Linked DNA regions of Xenopus laevis: region 2 is linked to region 1. Evidence: chromatin contacts called from public Hi-C data. All regions are on one chromosome and are shown on one strand. Each heading gives the region's core, a stretch centred on a gene start, on an enhancer-like site or on the middle of the called end of the contact. The rest is flanking DNA. Distances are from core to core; before and after follow the strand shown. Region 1 holds the start of atxn1.L (ataxin-1). Region 2 overlaps atxn1.L (ataxin-1).

Evidence for each region. Hi-C and Micro-C count contacts between places; a contact is called where the count stands out from the background.
Region 2: a Hi-C map of the XL177 cell line shows a contact between it and region 1, with 3 times the contacts expected there. The contact joins the enhancer-like site here to the promoter of atxn1.L in region 1. A contact is called at or near these places in 2 of 4 Hi-C or Micro-C datasets (the XL177 cell line and the XTC cell line).

Annotation. Positions count from the first base shown.
Region 1 is chr6L:98,668,973-98,673,110 of Xenopus_laevis_v10.1, reverse strand. It overlaps atxn1.L (ataxin-1), which reads right to left and starts at 1,966. Exons shown (of 7, transcript XM_018267818.2): 1 at 1,019-1,966. It overlaps LOC108719147 (a long non-coding RNA gene), which reads left to right and starts at 1,322. Exons shown (of 3, transcript XR_001936169.2): 1 at 1,322-1,444; 2 at 2,048-2,151; 3 at 2,554-4,138.
Region 2 is chr6L:98,806,613-98,810,750 of Xenopus_laevis_v10.1, reverse strand. All of the region lies in intron 5 of atxn1.L (ataxin-1), which reads right to left. Among protein-coding and RNA genes, the nearest start is that of gmpr.L, 83 kb to the left of the region's middle. Within about 2 kb of position 2,225, at least 1 of the 7 cell types and tissues checked has an H3K27ac peak or open chromatin away from gene starts, as enhancers often do.

The DNA.
Region 1 (4,138 bases), core at 717-3,216:
CAGAACATAATGCCTTAGCTTTAATGTAGGGCAACTAATAAAGCTCGTTTGTTGTACATATTCTCTGTACGAAATCCTCACTACATTCTGTTGTGGGTTAGACCTACTTCAATTCAAAGTTAAACAACAATAATGATAATCTGGAATGTAGTGGAAGTACAACCTAAGAGCTAAAATGCAGCTTTGTCTGTTTCATTTAGATCAAAAACATGTACATTTTATCTAAAAACAGCTCAATATCAGTAATAATAAAAGCATACTAGAAATCCTATGCTTAATAAGAGTGGGGAGAAGTGCTGGGGATGCCGGTAATTGTAGTCCAGCAGTGGATCGGGCATGACTAATTAACCTCCATTCAGCCTTCCAGCTTTCTATATCTCTAACCCTGCCAGTTCTTTTATGTTCATGAATAATGGAATAACCCTACAATCAAAATAATGGCAAGATTGTGCAAGTCTCTCCATAGTAATCTGGGACCAGGTGGTCTCCATAGAGGAGAAGCAGACTGATAGATCAGACAGTAGGAGGAGGGGACTAAGAGAGGTGACATAAATGTGTGCTCTCCTCTCTCGTACACACACTCACACTGGCTCTCTACATTACCCCATGGGGAAAGCAATTACTGCAGTCTCCCTATTACTGATCAGGGTTAAAACTCTCTATTACTCTCAGTTACTATGCAAAGCAGGCCTCACTCTACACGAAATACACACGGTGGCACTCATTAAGAACATTTGCGCCTACGGTGCACTACTCTTAGGCACTACACTAGATCATTTCTGCAAACCGAAAAATAAAACAAATGTCTCTTATCTCCGACTGCTTCTTTCAGGGAGAATAAAAAGCAGGAAGGGGAAAAACAAGCCTGTGGTCTGTAGTTCTGCAAGGCTTATATATATATGTGAGCCCAGAAAGGGTTCAGTACAGAAATGCTTTTATACATACATGCATAGCACTTGCCCACTAAGGTCTGCATGAACAGAACGGCAAAGCAGTGACACAAATAAAATCGACTTACTGTAAAGTGCAGTATAAGGGCTTGTTGGATGAAGAGGGTGTCTGAGCTATTGCATTTTTTTCCTCCTACTCTGCCCCCCCTCGCAGAAAGACAGGTCTTGTATGTCTCCTCTACTGTAGTAGAAATGATGTCTGCAGTACAGCTCTCTCCCTCTCTCTCTCCAGTATGTAAATGTGTAATAGAAGCCAAATATGGAGCAGTTGGCTGCCTCTGCAACAGCTCAAGGATCCTACTTCATGCAAAAGGGAGGAAGGGGGGGGGGCAGAGAGAGTGTGTGTGTGGAGGCAAGGCAACACTCTGGCAGACAGCCAAAGCAGCCACACAGATTATTGCATACGCACAACAGAGCTGGGCCGGTCGGCTTTAACCCCTTCTACATGCTGGTCCGCCAGCCTGCCGTGTACTTGTTGTATTTCTTCAGCTACAGTAGGTGCTGTTATAAATGACGGTTTTCCCCTTATAACAAAAAGGGTTTTTTTCGGGATTCTTCTTCAGTATCATTTAAAGGAAGAAAGAGCGAGCAGAGACGTAGCAGCACAGAGTAACTTTAATATGTGCACATGATTCCTGTAGGGTGTGTGCCTCTGTTGGAAAGAGAAGTAGAGGTTGAGGAGAGGCAGAGTAGGAATTGTAAGGGCAAGCCAAGCTCAATGTCCACAGAGAGGAACAACGCAGACTAACATGTTCACGTCATGTAGGAAATCGCTTCTGACTTAACCCCGTCTGTGCCGGCAGGCTTAACAATGGAATTCATTCCGCCACATGAGCCTTTGGAATAAGGCACCATCCTTTTTGTGTGAATGTTTTTCCCTCTTTCATAAGTCAAAGAAAATCCCTGCTATTTTCAGCTCTGGGCATACCCCTTCATGTAAAGCCGTTTTCTATTACAGCCTACTTCCTGGGTGCTGCTGTTGCTGCCTTGTAGTAAACAGCGGCAAGGGCACCTATTGCCTGTGATCTGGTGACTTGTGTGTCCAGCAAGTGTCAAGTGAATGTACTAACCTGTTGTGTTTTTTCTTCTCTCTCCAGGGAACAGAGGGTTACTGAAAAGCATGCTAATAGACTCGGTGACCCCGAAGAGTACCCTCTGGTGGTAAAACATAATAGGTTGTGGAAAACACAGCAAGCAGATGGTTTGTCTCCTTCATACATGTCATTCAGTGTTTTTTTTTTTAAACAGTTGCAATGCCCTGTAATAGGTAACAGAAAACACAGTAAATTGTACACACAGCTTTCTGGTTGAACATTGTACCTGGTACAAACTGTCCAGGCTGTCTTATACGGTAGATGGCATCTTCCCTCGGGCCGGCCCAATATCAAAGTGGGCCCTTGGGGGTAGGGTGATAGAAATAAAAGTACCTAAGATATATTATAATTACAGTTGTTTAACTGCAACACCAAGCTGAAGGCTGCTGGGGGGTTTTGGGAGCCATAGCTGTAGGGCCATAGCTTTAAACGAATATTCATCAATTAGAAAAGGGGAAACAATCCATTGTTTTAATGCATGTTTTCTTTGTGTCTTGAATTCCTCCAAGGTGGTTTCCTTAGCTGACAGAGTGAGAAGTGGCAGTCCATATCGAAGAGAAAAAAACGAAAGAAGAAGAAACCAAATGAGGTTGAAGACATGGAAACCACTGTAGATTGCCTATGGATAGGACTGACCTGCTGAGCCCACAGAAACCATGGCAGATAAGCCTTGAGTACTGTATTGTACCCTACAGTTACAGATATAATCAAAAGTTTTATGACATAATTACAGGAGAATCAAAGTTGTAGCAATGTAGTAGCAGGTGCCAGGTCTAATAATTAATAGCAACCAAACTGATATTTAATTTAATTAATTCTTGCAGTAGACTGCCAAATGTTAACTGCTGATTGGTTGCTGTGATTTATTTAATCATGGATTAGACCTTGCACATTGGGGTGTACTGCTTTAGTTCAAATTTATCCATTTGATAATCTTTTTATTTTCTTTTCCTCCAGAAGAAGAGTAGAAGAAATGGTGAACTGGTGAAACTTGAATATAAATCCTAGAAATAAGGTATATTTATTTCATTAACGTCCAAAATAAAAATCATAGGTATAGTATCAATGAGTATGTTCTATAACAATTACACAATATTCTGTAATGTCAGTAAACTCTTGGTATACGCTAAACGTTTCTGTTTATGGGGCAGCAATAAATAATATCTAGTGGCTACTATGTAGAAATGTCTGCAATAAAAACAAGAGAACTATGGGCTCATTTATCAATGGTATTATGTTATCCACACCCCTGTAATAGGCCGCATCATGCTTTAGTGCACTGGAACCCTGTAGATTTTGGATTGAGCAGAACCCTGACTGATGAGAAAAGGGACATCCCTATCCTGCCACATTCCACCTTCTACATGGAAGACATAACCTGTGACCAAAAGCAGGATTTTCACTACCCAGCTGAAATCTTAGTGCCTCCAGAAACCAGGCACAGAAATTTGTGGTAGATCGCAACAGGTACAATTATGCTAGAATTCTGCTGCTACATTGGTCTCTGTATATTGGGAGGCTGTATATATAAATGGCTGCCCATTGCTGCAGTAAATCTTGTAAAAACAAAAGCCATTCTTTAAGGTGCTTGTGTCCAAAGCAGCTGCTTGCACTTCCATATAGCTTGATTTCAACTGAAATTTTCAGCACGATTGATTCTGATTTTAAGTACTCACACAAGTTTGCTCATTTTAACTCATGGCCCCCTCAAGGTCAGAATGATGCTGAATTATGTAAAAAACACGGTGGCCTGCATCCAGATTATACCTTACATACTTTACACCTTACGGGTTTTGTGTTGTTCATATATCCAGGTGCGTAATTACTATAAAGGCACTTGAGGGCCTGTGCCTAAGGCAGCAGCTTTAAGGGGAGGCTGCCCTCGGATACATCCATCAAGCGTTGCGTGTCACACCGTGATATCATATCTGCTGATGTCATGCAGGAGCGCTCGCAGGTCTGGTACTCTAAGTTTGTATAGTAATTTAGATTTCCAAGAATCAGTTATGGATTCTTACCAATTCTCTCAGGACACGCAAGCACACTAGTAAATCAGTTACTGCAGAGATTCAGAGCCTTTATTCGCCAAGGCCT
Region 2 (4,138 bases), core at 976-3,475, 140 kb before region 1:
TGTCTCTGTATGTCAATGTAGTAAGGATTTAGGTGCAAATTACGGACAGCAGGTGAAAGGTCTGTTACTGAGGGCAACTGGATGAGAGAGGGGTTAAACCCAGTGTTGGACTGGCCCACCGGGATATCAGGTGGGCTCAGGTGTCAGTGGGCCCTCATGCTGTTAAACATTTGGCCTATTTCATGGCCATTCCCTATTTCAATGAGAACAAAGTGGCTGAATAGTTGGAATGATAGATTGCAGTATGTAAAGAAAAGAGACTACGAGAATAGAGGTTGAGTGAGGAGAGGAAGAATAATAGTAGTGAGAGTGGGCCCGTGGTCTAAGATTACTTGTGGACCCCTGGTCAAAGGTTTTTGGGTGGGCCCCTGGTGTCCAAGTCTGACACTGGTTAAACGAGAGATATCAACCTATTCAAGACAGCATCTGGGAAATCTTCCGTCCACGTAATGTGTCATTGGGGAAAGGGGTATGGCCTAATTGATGTAGGGTTGTGGCCTATTGTATAATTAAAATTATTCACCGCCATACTTGTATTTAACTATGTAACCTGATATCCTTAATAAAAACTTTTGGGGGGAAAAAAATATGGACTGCACATGCGCACATCCTTTCTCACAGCAAAAATTGTTTACTGCACATGTGCATATTGCACACTGTAAAAAAACGGGGGAATGGCCTGTGGTCGCGGCAGTGCAGGGCTCCAAAAACAGGTAACTCCTGAGAATTCCAAGAAAGTTGACATCTCTGGTTAAATTAGAGTGACTCCTGAAAAATGTGGGTGAGTTGACATGAGTGAGGTTTTTGGGGAAGTTTTGATCAAAGTGGTGCAAAACATAACTTTTATAAGCACATTCCGTCTATTTTTGAGGAGTATAATGCAATTGAAAATACTTGTTTCTGAAATATGTTCTCCTTTAAAGGATAAGTAGATCTTAAAAAATATGTGAATGTAAAATTTATGAGAGTGCTATTCTAAGAACTTTTGCAATGTACAATTTTTATTATTATTATTATTATTATTTTTAATTCCAATGTATTAAGGGATACATGTACTGTTAATATTAATGAATTTTGTTACAACAGCACCACCTGCTGGTCATTTTCCAACCAGTCTGACCACTAAGTAGTCAGGGAAGTTGTCAGAAGAAAGGTGGCTGCTCTGATGTTCTTCTGGTTTGGAAAAAATTGGAAACCTCTTTCAAATCTTTCCTAACTAGAAGAACATCACAGCAGCCACCTTTCTTCTGACAACTTTCTTGACTACTTAGTGGTCAAACTGGTTGGAAAATGACCATCAGGTGGCACTGTTGTAACAAAATTTATTCATGTTAACAGTACATGTATCCTTTAATATTTTGGAATAAAAAAAAAAATAATGAATGTACATTGCAAAATAGCTTAGACTAGCACTATCATCAATTTTACATTCACTTTTTTTTAAGGTTTACTTAGCTTATACTATATGTACCAGAGATTCTAGGCCCAGGCAGATCAGCACATTTGCAGCAGTAACTCCATTGTTCCCTAATCTCCACTAAGAGCAAGAGCCTACACAATATGTCTTGTAATATAGGAGCCTGTTGGTGTTATAAAGACAAAACAGCAGGTAGGAATCACTTTTCAAAGCACACGACAGGGTTTTCATAGAAATAATCAGGGACAATAAGAAAACCCCATAAAAATCAAGATAAATTTTAACAAACGGTCAAGTTTGGTGTCTTACATACACACCTACCTAAATCACAAAAACGAATTTTGCCATCTGGCCAATACAGCAGAGGACAGTAAAAAGAGTCTGGATACCAATATTTATTAATAGGGAAGAAAGAGTAAAAGGCATAAAGGCTGGTATTGTTTTTTTTTTTTTTTTTTGCAAAAAGGTGGGAACAGAACCATAAAGATGTTTGTTTAACAGAGTTTTTGCTCTAGCCTGGAAAAAAACCCAGAAATATTTTCTAGCAAAGCAACTCAAAGGCAACTAAACACAGGCACTGTGTACACATCTTGCTAATGCCAATATCTCAATGGAAAGCTGCCAGATTAATGTCTGGGCTGACATTCAAACATGCTCAGCTTCCTTGAATTCTATGCTCTCAGTAAACATTCACAATCACTTCTTAAAAAGAGGCTACACGGTTGAATTCCCTCTTCCACCCCTCCCAGCTCTACACTGCTTAATCTGTGGGCACGGCAAGAGTTTGGACGGTGTCCAGCAAATTCTTTTTCGTGAAACCATTCATTCTCCTGCCTGGAGTGATTAGTGGAAGATCCCCACGGCCCTGCATTGTGTAAACCAGTGTTGTGTGCTTAACACAAACTTATTGGGTTATCAGGAAGTGTCTGTTAAAGGTGGAAGGTTTTAACATTTTATAGAAATGTTCTTGGGAAATAGATACAAGTACTGCTTTTTCTCTTGGCTACGCCTGGGCACAAATTAAATTTGAGGTCAGCGGGTGTTGAAAGTAGCTACATTGCTGACATCCCATCCAACATGAGAGATTTGTCATATCTGTGTTCCCACTTGCTTGTCTGATTTAGCCATCCATTGGCTCAGCAAGCTATCCCTGTGGCTCACTGTAGGTATTACACTTCTGCAGCCATTTTTATCCTTTATTAATGCCAGAGGCAAATGTCAAAATGCGTTTCCATGTGCATTACTGCTGCATAAAGAGCAATTATAATGACTGCCATATGTGTGGTAGCTACCACTGAGCAAACATTCCTCTTCGTAGAGGACTACAGATAATAGTGGAACTAGTTTAGTAACAAGAAGTTTAAAAATGAGAAGAATCTATTTGTATATTGGCACGTTATTCCATCACATACACCCAAGTGAAATCTTTTCCACCAGCAGAGAGCAGTGGAACGTCACTGTAATGGGGCCAAGAAAGCCAAGAAGGCTTGGTGAATCATTGCAAAGCATTAGCTGTGAATAAACACAAGGCATTTAAAAGGTGGTACACAAATAACTGTGGATCAAATGTGGTGGAAACTTCTATAGCAAAGGAATAAAATGTACATTCAGATGGACAGGCTAAAGAGACCAACAGGCTCTACTATAGAAGCACAACTAATGTGTTAGTTTAGAACAGTTCATCATCATTTATTTATATATATAACAGTTTAGAGAGTTGGTGACCCCTGCCCTCCCAGAGCTGCTTTAGAAATACATAAGAAGGCAAAGAATCAAATCTTACACTTCAAAGCAGTTATAGGATCCATTATCCAGAAAGCTCCGAATTAGGGAAATGTGCTCTCCCATTGACTCCATTTTAATCAAATAATTCCCATTTTAATAAATGATTTCCTTTTTCTCTGTAATAGAACAGTAGCTTGTACTTGATCCTAACTAAAATATAATTAATCCTTATTGGAGCCGAAACAATCCTAAATGGTTGATTTAATGTTGAAATGGCTTAAATGGTTGGTTCACCTTTAAGGTAACTTTTATTATGTTATAGAATGGGCAATTCTAAGCAACTTTTCAATTGGTTTTCATTGTTCATTTTTTTTATAGTTTTATAGTTATTTGCCTTTTTCTTCTGACTCTTTGAAGCTTTCAAATGGGCGTTGTTGACCCCTTCTAAAAAACAAATGCTCTGTAAGGCTACAAATGTATTGTTATTGTTACTTTTTATTACTGATCCTTCTATTCAGGCCTCTCCCATTCATATTCCAGTCTCTTTTTCATATCAATGCATGGTTGCTAGGGTAATTTGGACCCTAGCTACCAGATTGCTTAATATGTAAATTCAAGAGCTGCTGAATAAAATGCTAAATAACTCAACAACCACAAATAATAAAAAATTAAAACCAATTGCAAATTGTAAAAATGAAATGTAAAAGGTTTTTATTTATTGTGAACTATCTGAAAATAACTGAACTGAAAAAAAGTGTTGGAAGGTGAACAACCCCTTTAAAGTAAAAAAATGGATTAAAAAAGCAGAAAGCAAGAAACAGCCGAAAAGAGAGTGACACACACCTATGATTGACTGGATAGTTTTGCAAACCTTTCATCTCTATATGTATGTTGTGTCCTCCAGTGTTTTTTGTCCCACCCTAGGGTTAGTGTAGCACAATCCTCATACTCAAACCTTGCTCCTCATTTGAAAATTAAGGCATTCTGGACTACCTT